Linked DNA regions of Anser cygnoides: region 2 is linked to region 1. A link is a contact called in public Hi-C data. All regions are on one chromosome and are shown on one strand. The core of a region is the stretch at or near the end of the contact, and the rest is flanking DNA. Distances in the headings are between cores, read along the strand shown.

The links. A called contact is a pair of places that touch in the nucleus more often than the background predicts.
Region 2: a Hi-C map of granulosa cells shows a contact between it and region 1, with 1.9 times the contacts expected there. The contact joins the promoter of ST3GAL1 here to the enhancer-like site in region 1. A contact is called at or near these places in 3 of 7 Hi-C or Micro-C datasets (granulosa cells and liver).

The regions. Positions count from the first base shown.
Region 1 is chr2:155,706,170-155,711,004 of Taihu_goose_T2T_genome, forward strand. ST3GAL1 (ST3 beta-galactoside alpha-2,3-sialyltransferase 1) reads right to left here. Exons shown (of 6, transcript XM_066990761.1): 4 at 941-986. Among named protein-coding and RNA genes, the nearest start is that of ST3GAL1, 66 kb to the right of the region's middle. Within about 2 kb of position 1,477, at least 1 of the 3 cell types and tissues checked has open chromatin away from gene starts, as enhancers often do.
Region 2 is chr2:155,773,063-155,777,694 of Taihu_goose_T2T_genome, forward strand. ST3GAL1 (ST3 beta-galactoside alpha-2,3-sialyltransferase 1) reads right to left here and starts at 1,710. Exons shown (of 6, transcript XM_066990761.1): 1 at 1,539-1,710. The coding sequence starts at 1,685. LOC106043263 (a long non-coding RNA gene) reads right to left here. Exons shown (of 3, transcript XR_001211591.3): 1 at 4,510-4,632; 2 at 3,882-3,966; 3 at 3,178-3,794.

The DNA of each region.
Region 1 (4,835 bases), core at 227-2,726:
GCTAGAGCCTCTTCTGACTGCTGTAGGGTGGGCACCGGGTTTGTCCATCTTTCTTTGGCTTTCTCAGGAAAGTGATGTTCACTGACTGATTGCCCTCTGTACACCCATGCTGTGAAGTAAAATGGGTCAAAAGGATTTCTTTAGCCTTGAGGCAAGTGGCATGGCAGAGATTACATCCACATTACTCAGTTCTGTCCCTGTGAAAAACACGTAATGTTCCCTTGTTTCTGCAGTCTTCCAAATTTTGCTTGAACATTGTCTGGAGGAGTATTAATGCACCTGGGACAAAACCAGCCTGGACGTGGCCTGAACCCAGTCTCCAGGCTTGCTTACTCATATACAGACATTTATTACAGCTGTGGCCTGTGGTCCTTCCCCAAGAGCCACTGATACTATCATCATGAGTTCTTCACTGACTGGAAAACACATGACTTTATTTGTTCAGAGTTCACTTAGTTCCTTATTGCAAGGAACTTACCCAGGAATAAGAAGCATCCTTCGTGATCAAATAGTCAAATCATTTTTAAAAAGCAGCAAAGGTTTTCCACAGCTCAGAGTGTCCTTACATCTAAAAGACTGCAATGGGAGGGAGCAGAACAACTGCTGTGGAGAGTGAGCACCACTCACCAGTGGAGCGCCTTAAATCTCCCTGAGCAGTACCAGAGGAAGCAATGCAACCTTCAAAACTGCGGTTACGCAATGACAAAGTCACAAGAACAGTTTCTTCCCGACTTCAATTATTTAGTGAATGACCCATGCCCTGAACGGCACATAGGAGCTCAACCTTTAGCCTTGTAAAGGGTGTGCATTTTGAGTGCAGTTTTTATGATGTCAAGGAATTCCTTGGATTCTTGCAGTCTCCCACAGAGGCAAAAGAACCACACTGAATCAGCAGAACAAATTAATCAGCAGAACAAATTAACAGACCAGCATTGCTCACCTTTTCTTTTTTGACTTTGATTTTCCGTGGAACTGGAACATACGTGCTGTTAAAAGAAAAAAAAAAAAAACAAAATGACCAAGATTAGTAAAAGCCCAACATATTAATATTTTTATGTATTCTCAAAGAAAGAAAGAATATTCTTCAGGTATAGTAATAAATTCAAATGATTTGAAAGTAATAAATACATTTAGTAGTTGGAAAACGAGGCTGCAAGTAAGTAATGCAGCATGAAAAAACTGAGCTCTCACTGAAGCAGAGTTTATAGGAAGATATCACATCTTTTAATTTTCAAGGTACTTATTGAAAGTAGAACATCAAGGATTTAGTTGAATATATACTGTACAGCCATGAAGCCCACGACTTCCAATTCTTGGACCATCACTGTTGCAGCTTTTGCATGTTGATGACCGCTACGGCTTTCATTTAATTTCATGGCAGAAAAACCTTTTCCCACCAGGGGGAGACTTTTCCTCTCCTAATACTTATAATTACCACATGATTTTTCAGAATAGGTGGTAGCAGAGTTCCTCGTTTCTGTGGTTATGTGCAACTCGGGCATCCCAGTACACAGCCCCTCGCCAGTAAGCTATTCCCTGCCTGCCCAGAGGGATGAGGAAGGCTGCCAGCATTTCCTAGCATAAAACTTCCAGGTCATACCTTATGACTGGGTTGAAATCATGAGTCATGCCTTGAAATAAAAAAGTCTTTAGTTCCTTGTGTCCCATGAACAGCGCATGCTGACACCACACAGCTCATCATGAGTGCTGTAAAAAATTCTCCTTGAGGCTGTTTCAAGTAGGAAAATTCAAGTAGGAAAAAAGTAGAAAGGTGATATAGAGGAAATAAGGAGGGCATATTTCACAGACATATAGCCAGGTGCAAAAGGAGCATTCATGACAGTATTTGTAGACAGCTCTAATCCAGCCATGAGACTACTGTAACTCTTGTCAGACGGTAAATTAGTCATGTCAATCATGGGATTTTTATTTTATTTTTTTCAGAAGCAATACTTAAGTCCTGCTGTAACTTAGCTGCAGAATTACATACAACTACATTGCGTACTGGCATGCTACTTAAAGCCAAATGCAGACCTTTGCTGTTAAGGTCATGTAAAATTTGGGCTGCCGAGCAGGCAGAAGGTCATTACCTCTTAGAGACTGGATCAGACTTACAGACCCACTCTGAAATGGGACATCCATCAATCAAGTGGGAGAAGTCTGAGAGAGTCATTCAGCTATCAATTATATCTAATATTAAGGATATCTGCTGTTTGGCTTTTCTTTCGGACAGTGAAGAAAAATTACATGAATTAATACTGCTGTGAGGTAAATAAGATAAATCACAGATTTTGAGTCTTAGGAAATTATTATTTCATTTGAATAGAATACAGAAAATCAAACATTGTATAGAAATCTAATGAATAGGAATGCTTTTCTTTCTATATGAGTGCACTTAGGTTGTGGTTAACCCGACCTCAGCTGACACTATGCAGCCTCTTCACGAGACCTGATGGCCATGCAAGTGAGTGTAAGGTGGTGAATATTTCTTCTCTTCTAAAATAAGTTTCAAATGGGTTTTATTTTTATTTGATCCTTTCTCCCTTTCACCAATGTACAGTCAGTAGTTTCCTCATACACTGTATCTGACATTGTGTTTAATGGGTCCTCATAGGTTTCTACCATTAGTCTAAAATTATGTTTAATGTATTGTTATGATTTGTGTGTTTATGATTGTCTTGTTTTATTACCCCAGAATGTTCCAGCTTATTAATTATGCAATTTCCCCCAAAATCTTAAAACAGTGGTATTTTTTCCATGTGGTAAATACACACTGATTTATACCAGATGCTTACCAAGCCCATGTATACAATCTAATTATAAATCTGTATCCTGCAACTTATTAGGCAAAGATATTTTTCCGTTCATGTGCGATTTCTAATTATTCCTGTGACCGCCTTGTAGGCAACCAGTTACATCTTCCAGCCAGACTACGGCTCACTCAGCTTTACCACTGCAACCCACTTGCTGTGACCTCTGAAGCACAGTGAATGGCTTTGCAGTTTGGGCACAGAGCAGTGACAATGATGGAAACATGGGTGGGTGATGGTGGCAGCAACTGGCCCTGTGCAGGCTTCCTGGCACAGACATGGATTTTACAAAGATGCAGCAAGGGGCTTCACTGAAAGGCTGCTGCTGGCAGCTGGGGGCCTTCCCTCAATTCCAATAGCACTTGGATCCAGGCTTAAGGGCAGAGCTTCTCAACCTTTTTTATCCATATAGCTTATGAAAGAAAAAAGAAACCCTAAGCTTTGCAAAAAAGGTCAGTGATATTTTTTAGCTGATTTTCCAAGTGGGTTGATTTTTCTGAGTTATGAGTGTGTTCAGAGGATGGATTTATTTTTTTTGTGAAAACTTACGATTGGACATATTAAGTGCTGGTGAAAAAAAAATGTTACAAATTAAGAGAATGTTAAGAAGTGAAGAGAATCTAAAATCAATTTGCAAAGAAGAAAAATTTAAAAAAGAAGAATTAAAACTCCATTTGCTGTCCCATCAAAAAGCTTTTTGTAAAAGGAGGTCTAATCCTCAGTCAATAGGGACATATTTTTGCAAGGTTTTCATCTTCTGAGACTCTGAAATTGGGAAAAAAAGTTGAAATGTCTTGAAATACTTTTCTCTGGAATAACATAATCTGCTCTGCTCTGTCTATGTGTAGCAATCTCACATGGTTGTGGCTTTACAGCCAGCAGATAACCTCATACACAGTACAAATGTCATACATTTCATCCTCTGAATTAGGAAAAGCCATCTTATAGGGGGAAAGAGAATCTGCTAGGAGGCGTCCAGAAGAAACATATGCTTTGTTCGTATTTCAAATTCAGGTGCAGCCAAAACATATATTAAGCAGAACAGCATTTCATTCTGAAAGTACTCATAAAGAATAGAGAATAAATACCAGTGTGGCACATTATTGCCAGGCAAAACGTGCTAATTTAAGGCTAGGGCACACAGGTGACAAAGGAAAGAAGGGTGCCTCCTCTGCACAGCTGTCAGTCACCATGTGCCGCAGTCCTGAGACACCTTCATACTGGCACGGCAGAGACATTGCCCTTCTGTTGTGGTGAGGTTTAGCAGAAATTCATGGTTTTTAGCTGGGTTTTCAGAGGCAAATGCAGGGATCTGGGTCTGAATGGGAAAAGGAGAAGGAAAAAGCCAGCGGAGGACACTCAGTGTCACTCTCTGCCCTCCATCTATGGGGCCAAGCCACACCGACCTCAAATACTCCCTCCCATTTCACCACCATTCCTCATTGCAGGTCCTTGGACCGAACAGGGGAGTTTTGCCTCTTCCTCACTTGGAACAATTGTTTGTTTGTTTGTTTTCCCTGAAGGCCCATCCTGGGGGTGTCTGTGATCACACTGGGGCGCTGAAGTCCAGCACACTAACACAGCCTGCTGTGGTGGGCAAAGGCAGGCCGGGACGAGCCATTTCCAGCGCTCCCTCTGCTCTGGGCCCTACGGCCCTGAGTCACGCACAGGAGGAAATGCTGCTTTCCCCAGGAAGGGTGGAGGCAGGATTGTTTCTCCTCTATTGAAAACACTGGAAAAGATCCAGATGGTTTGGGTGACAGCCGATAAGTACAGTCAAGCCTTCATTTTCCATCTCTCTCTGCCGCAACCTATCCTGAAGGCCCCCTCAGCCCCGCAATTAGCCCCAGATCTGATCCTAACACATCCCTCAAGCACTGTCCCCCCCTGTACGTCTGAACTCTGATATGGGTTTGTGCCAGAGCACCTGGACCGGAGATCATTTCCCACCAGGAAATTAAAATCACACCAGGCAGACAGCTCGAACTGCGGCTTTGCTCTCCGAAGCAGGCCGGAGGGAAGGGG
Region 2 (4,632 bases), core at 460-2,959, 67 kb after region 1:
TTTTATCCGGTCATTCCCTTCTCCACCCCCCAGCCTCAGCCTGGAAGTGCGTTCAAACAGATTAGAAGCTATCAAGTTCCCAGAAGGGACCTCAAGCACAGCCATGCCCTGCAGATAGCCACCGGCCGCTGCCAAAAGCCAGAGAGGGGCCCTGGGACAAACCCCAGATTCTAACCGGAGAGCAGCTCTGCCGATCCCTTACAAACAGTGGGCAGAGCCCCACGGGCTTTGGACAAAGCCCTAAGAATTGAGGAGGGGTGAACATATCGGCTGCAGAAGGCCCTGGCTGGCATGGACCGCGCGGGACACTAGGAGCGGAGATCCAAGTGTTTCAAAGCAGATGCTTCCCACGACCACCCCTCCAGCTACAGCCATGTCAATAACCCCCAGGAGGAGCGTGCTGCTGCTAACTGAGTATCTTCTCAACTGCCAAGCGGCAGGAAGGCTGCTTAGAGGCGGCTGGCTCTTCATTTTCCCTTCTGTCACCGAAGGGCACCAATGTAAAGGAACTCCTGGGGACAGGATCAGAGGGAAAGGTGGAGTTTCTTTTTCATATCCTCGAATTTCCTGTCTCTTTTCCACACTGAAGTTTAATTTCCTTTTCAAAAAGGGCTTTTGGAGCTTATGAAAATTGACCCAAAAGATTACAAGGGCTTTGTCACCCTTCCAATCTCTCTGAAGGATCCATAATTAGGGAGGTTTTTCCTTTAACATGTGTGCCCAGCAGGCAAATATATAATTTAGACTTACAATTATATGAAAGAGTTATTTCTGTGTGTTGGACACATACACACTCAACCTTGACAAATAGTTGAAAAATCCTGCAAGTCTCAAAGGAGTAAATATGCATCCAGGCATTTTATTTTTTTATTTTTTAACTAGTTTGTTTTCTGTTTCTGCCAAAACTAAAATCAATCATTACAAGGACAAAGGTTCCACGCTCGCTGCTGAGACATCTCCAGCGCAACACCAACACACCTAACAAACAAACTCGGAGATTAGTTATTTATACTCCGCTGGAGACTCATTCTGCGAGCAGGGATGTGCTGGTACCTCAGGCAGCCAGCCTGCTTTCCCCTAACGGAGCAACACTGCCTTCCCTCCCTCGCCGCACAGCCCACCCAAGTGAAAAAAATAAATAAGCAAAGAAATGAATCCATACAAACAGCGGGCTGTGGGACTCCGTTAGGCTTCTCCCCAGCCACCCAGCCACGGAAGGGGGCTGCCCGGAGCCTCTCCGTGCCCCCCAGCCCACCTCTGCCCCTCTGCGGGGATTTTTGGGGGGCGCAGCCCGGCGGGATGGGGCGCAGCCGCCCCGCTCCGGAGCGGCCGGCGGAGGATGCTGCGGGCTCCGGCGGGGCCACCCTCTGCCTCCAGATGATCACAATAACACCGCCACCCCCCCTCCTCCCCCAAAAAAATAAATAATAATAACAACCAACTTAAGCGAACGAGGAGCAGCAGGGGGAGCGGGAGGATTTGCAGGTAAGCGGGGGAGGAGGAGGAGGAGGAGGAAGAGGAGGGAGCCCGGTACTCACGGCGGGGCGCCGGGGGCCGGCTGGCGGCCAAACCCCATGGCCGGGGAAAGGGCGAACCGATCGCTGCCGGATCCTCGCCGAGCTGCTGCAGCCTCCGCTCCCCCGTCCCTCCCCTTCCCTCCCCGGCAGGGCTTCCTGCCCGCTCATATAGCGCGCCCCCAGCCACGTGGAAGGAGCCGGGGCCCCCGGCGGCTCCTCCTCGGAGCCGGGCGAGGCGGAGCCGCCCCCTTCTGCCCCCCCCCCCCCCTCCGCCCCCCTTTCCGCGGCTCTCCGCGGTGCTGCGCGGCTGCTGCGCGGCGCAGGAGGCGCAGGAGGCGCGGGGCGCGCAGGAGGCGAGATGCGCGCACAGCCCGTCCCCGCCGGCCGCCAGCCCAAACTTCGCCCCCGCCCCATCCACCGAGGCGAAATACCTGCTCCTGACACCGCCCTGCGTCGGCCCCCCCCCCCCCCCCCCGAAACGCTTTCGCCCCCCCTCGTTTTCCCCTCCGCGCCCCAAAAGCTCTCCTTGTCTGAAAATTGCGCCCGCGCGGATCCCCGGCGCCGAGCGCAGGAGGGAAAGCGGAGAGAAATTCAGGGCTTCCCGTGGGGAGAGCGCGTTTTGCGTCATTAATGATGATTAAAACAAAAAAAAAAAAAAAAGAGCACATAGTAAATAATGCCTTCTTCGCGTCCAGTATCTGACGTTTTTAAGGTTACTATAAAATGCTGCGGAATTAAAAAGCGTCGTTAAAGAACCCCCAGACAGATACTTGCAACTGGTAAAGTGTCTGGTGAAACTATTTGACGCAATGCCGGCTTTAGGCACCTATCCTGTGGGTGCTCAAAGTCCGTGCAGGTTTCAGCCTCACCAACTTGTTTCCACTCCCTCACTTCTCTGGATTGTCCAGCTTTTCATTTCTATTTTAACTCCGGGATTGCAATTAACAAAGAAATCCTTTGGATTATTCTGAAAGCTCTCTGAGGCCAAAACCAGTGTCAAGTGTTTCAGCAAAATGTAACAATGGGCACCCCAAGGGGAGAGAGCAGATTTGGGCTGGTGTTTGCCCTCCCTGCATTTGCTCTCTTTTCAGTAGGTAACCTGCCATCCTCCAAACAAGCCAACTGCCATCGCGGCTAGGCCAAGAAGCAGAAGTTAAAATAGAAAAATCAGCATTTGCTGTGTACGCAGTTGCCAAGAAGCTATTTCTCCTCGCCTGTGTAAATAAATTGCTGTTCAGCAATGGCTGGCTTGCTCTGAAAGACTCGCGGGGAAGCTAAGCGCTATCACCGTGCTATTGCTGGAGGAAAGAGGAGGCACGGGTGGGAGCGTGGCCAACAGATGCCCCATCCCCAGATCCTCCAATACTTGGGCTGAATAAGACCCAAGGTGTTCGTGCACGCTGAAATGCACTGCAATGGCTGCGTGCTGTCACAGCCAGCATCATGGGAGCGATTGCTGACCCTGCCAGAGCGATATAAATGCTGTCCCCGTTCCAAGGCCAAACTCCATGTAGATGGGCTTACTGGGAAATCTGTCTTCTTATCGCAGCTGATCATACGTGTTTGTTAGGTATTGTACAGAGACACCTATTGACTGCTATAGCTGCCTGTGAAGCAGATTAAATACTTCTGAAAAAAAAAAATTTTGTAACCGTGAAACTAGGATTATTGGCCACAACTGAACTCTGAACTCTGTTCTGACTGGTAAGAGAGACAGGTCATCTACATATATGTTATTTCTGCTGAGAAAATGAACAATATTCTTTATTTAGATGCGCAAGAGGCACTGCAGTTACTTTACACAAATGTCGTCATTAGAACAATGTAATAAGTAGTGAAAACAAGAACGTGAACTTTATAAAGGTATCTGATAGCAATTGACTTTGCCATGTTTGATAGATGGTTTGATCTCAGCCAGTTAGGTCATCTTGCCTTATTTACTTATTTATTTATGTTGCAAACTAAACACTGAACTGCTGTCCTATCTGTTCAGATTTCTCAGAACTGCCGTGGTGTCCTCTGATCCTAAGCCTGCTGTGGCAGCTGAGAACTGCTCAGAGGTTTGAAACAGGTATTTAGATCAGGTCCTCAGCAGCCTCCACAGTGTCCAGAATCTGACTCCGGGGTTAAGGTGCTTTAAAAATCAAGGAGGAAAGAACCCAAAAAAGCATGCAGCATCTTCCTCTGGTTGCTGTTGGTGCTTGTATGGCAAGGAGATGGAAGAGCTCGGTGGGACTGAACGTACGGCCAGTGCTCTCAGCATCTGCTTCACAGCACCTAGATGCAGAACTGTGTCTGAGAGAGCTTTACATCAGTGCAGGATTTCCTTCGATGCCAAACAATTACACAGTGACACATTTTTACCTTCTAGGACTCATTAGTGCTGGACATGGGAGCATCCGCTGTGGGTGGCAGTTGTGATATGGCAGAACTTGCTCTCAATAAATATCTGGGAAAGGCAGAAAAACATTTCAGTGCTGTAGCACATAAAAACACACAGTAAATACCAAAAGCCTGATTTGCAGAAATAAGCAGCAAGTCTGGAGCTCAAGCCAAGCCCTTAGCAAACTCACATAAAAAAAAATCCCAGCAATGAAATACTGCTTTGCTTTTATATTCTTAGATAAATGATTTTTTTTTTTTTTCCTACAAGGACAATATAAAGCCTGAGAGGAATAATAAACACGAAATAGGAATAAAACACAGTGAGGATATTAAAATAGATAAAACTATAGTACATCTCTCAGGATACAGGAAGTTAAATTCACGTAGAAACATTCATTGGCCACAAGCAATTTACTGCAAAACAAACAAATGACAAAAGTACATAAAAAAGAGGGTAAATATAAGTAACCATATGGCAAAGAGGGACAGACGTGGTATACTTTTGGGGTGTTTTGTACACCTGTAACATACACAAACTCCCCAACATCAGTGACCATTCTAGGCAGTGCAGGTATCACCTGCAGAAAGGCACAGCAGTAAAATTCACCTGATTTATCTTCGTGCATCTTGATCCTGTCATGCCTCGAGTACTGTCTACTCCCAGCCACTTCAGCTGCAAATCCTCAGCTTTTCCCAAGCAAAGACTTAAAAACTTGTGCCTTAACTGATT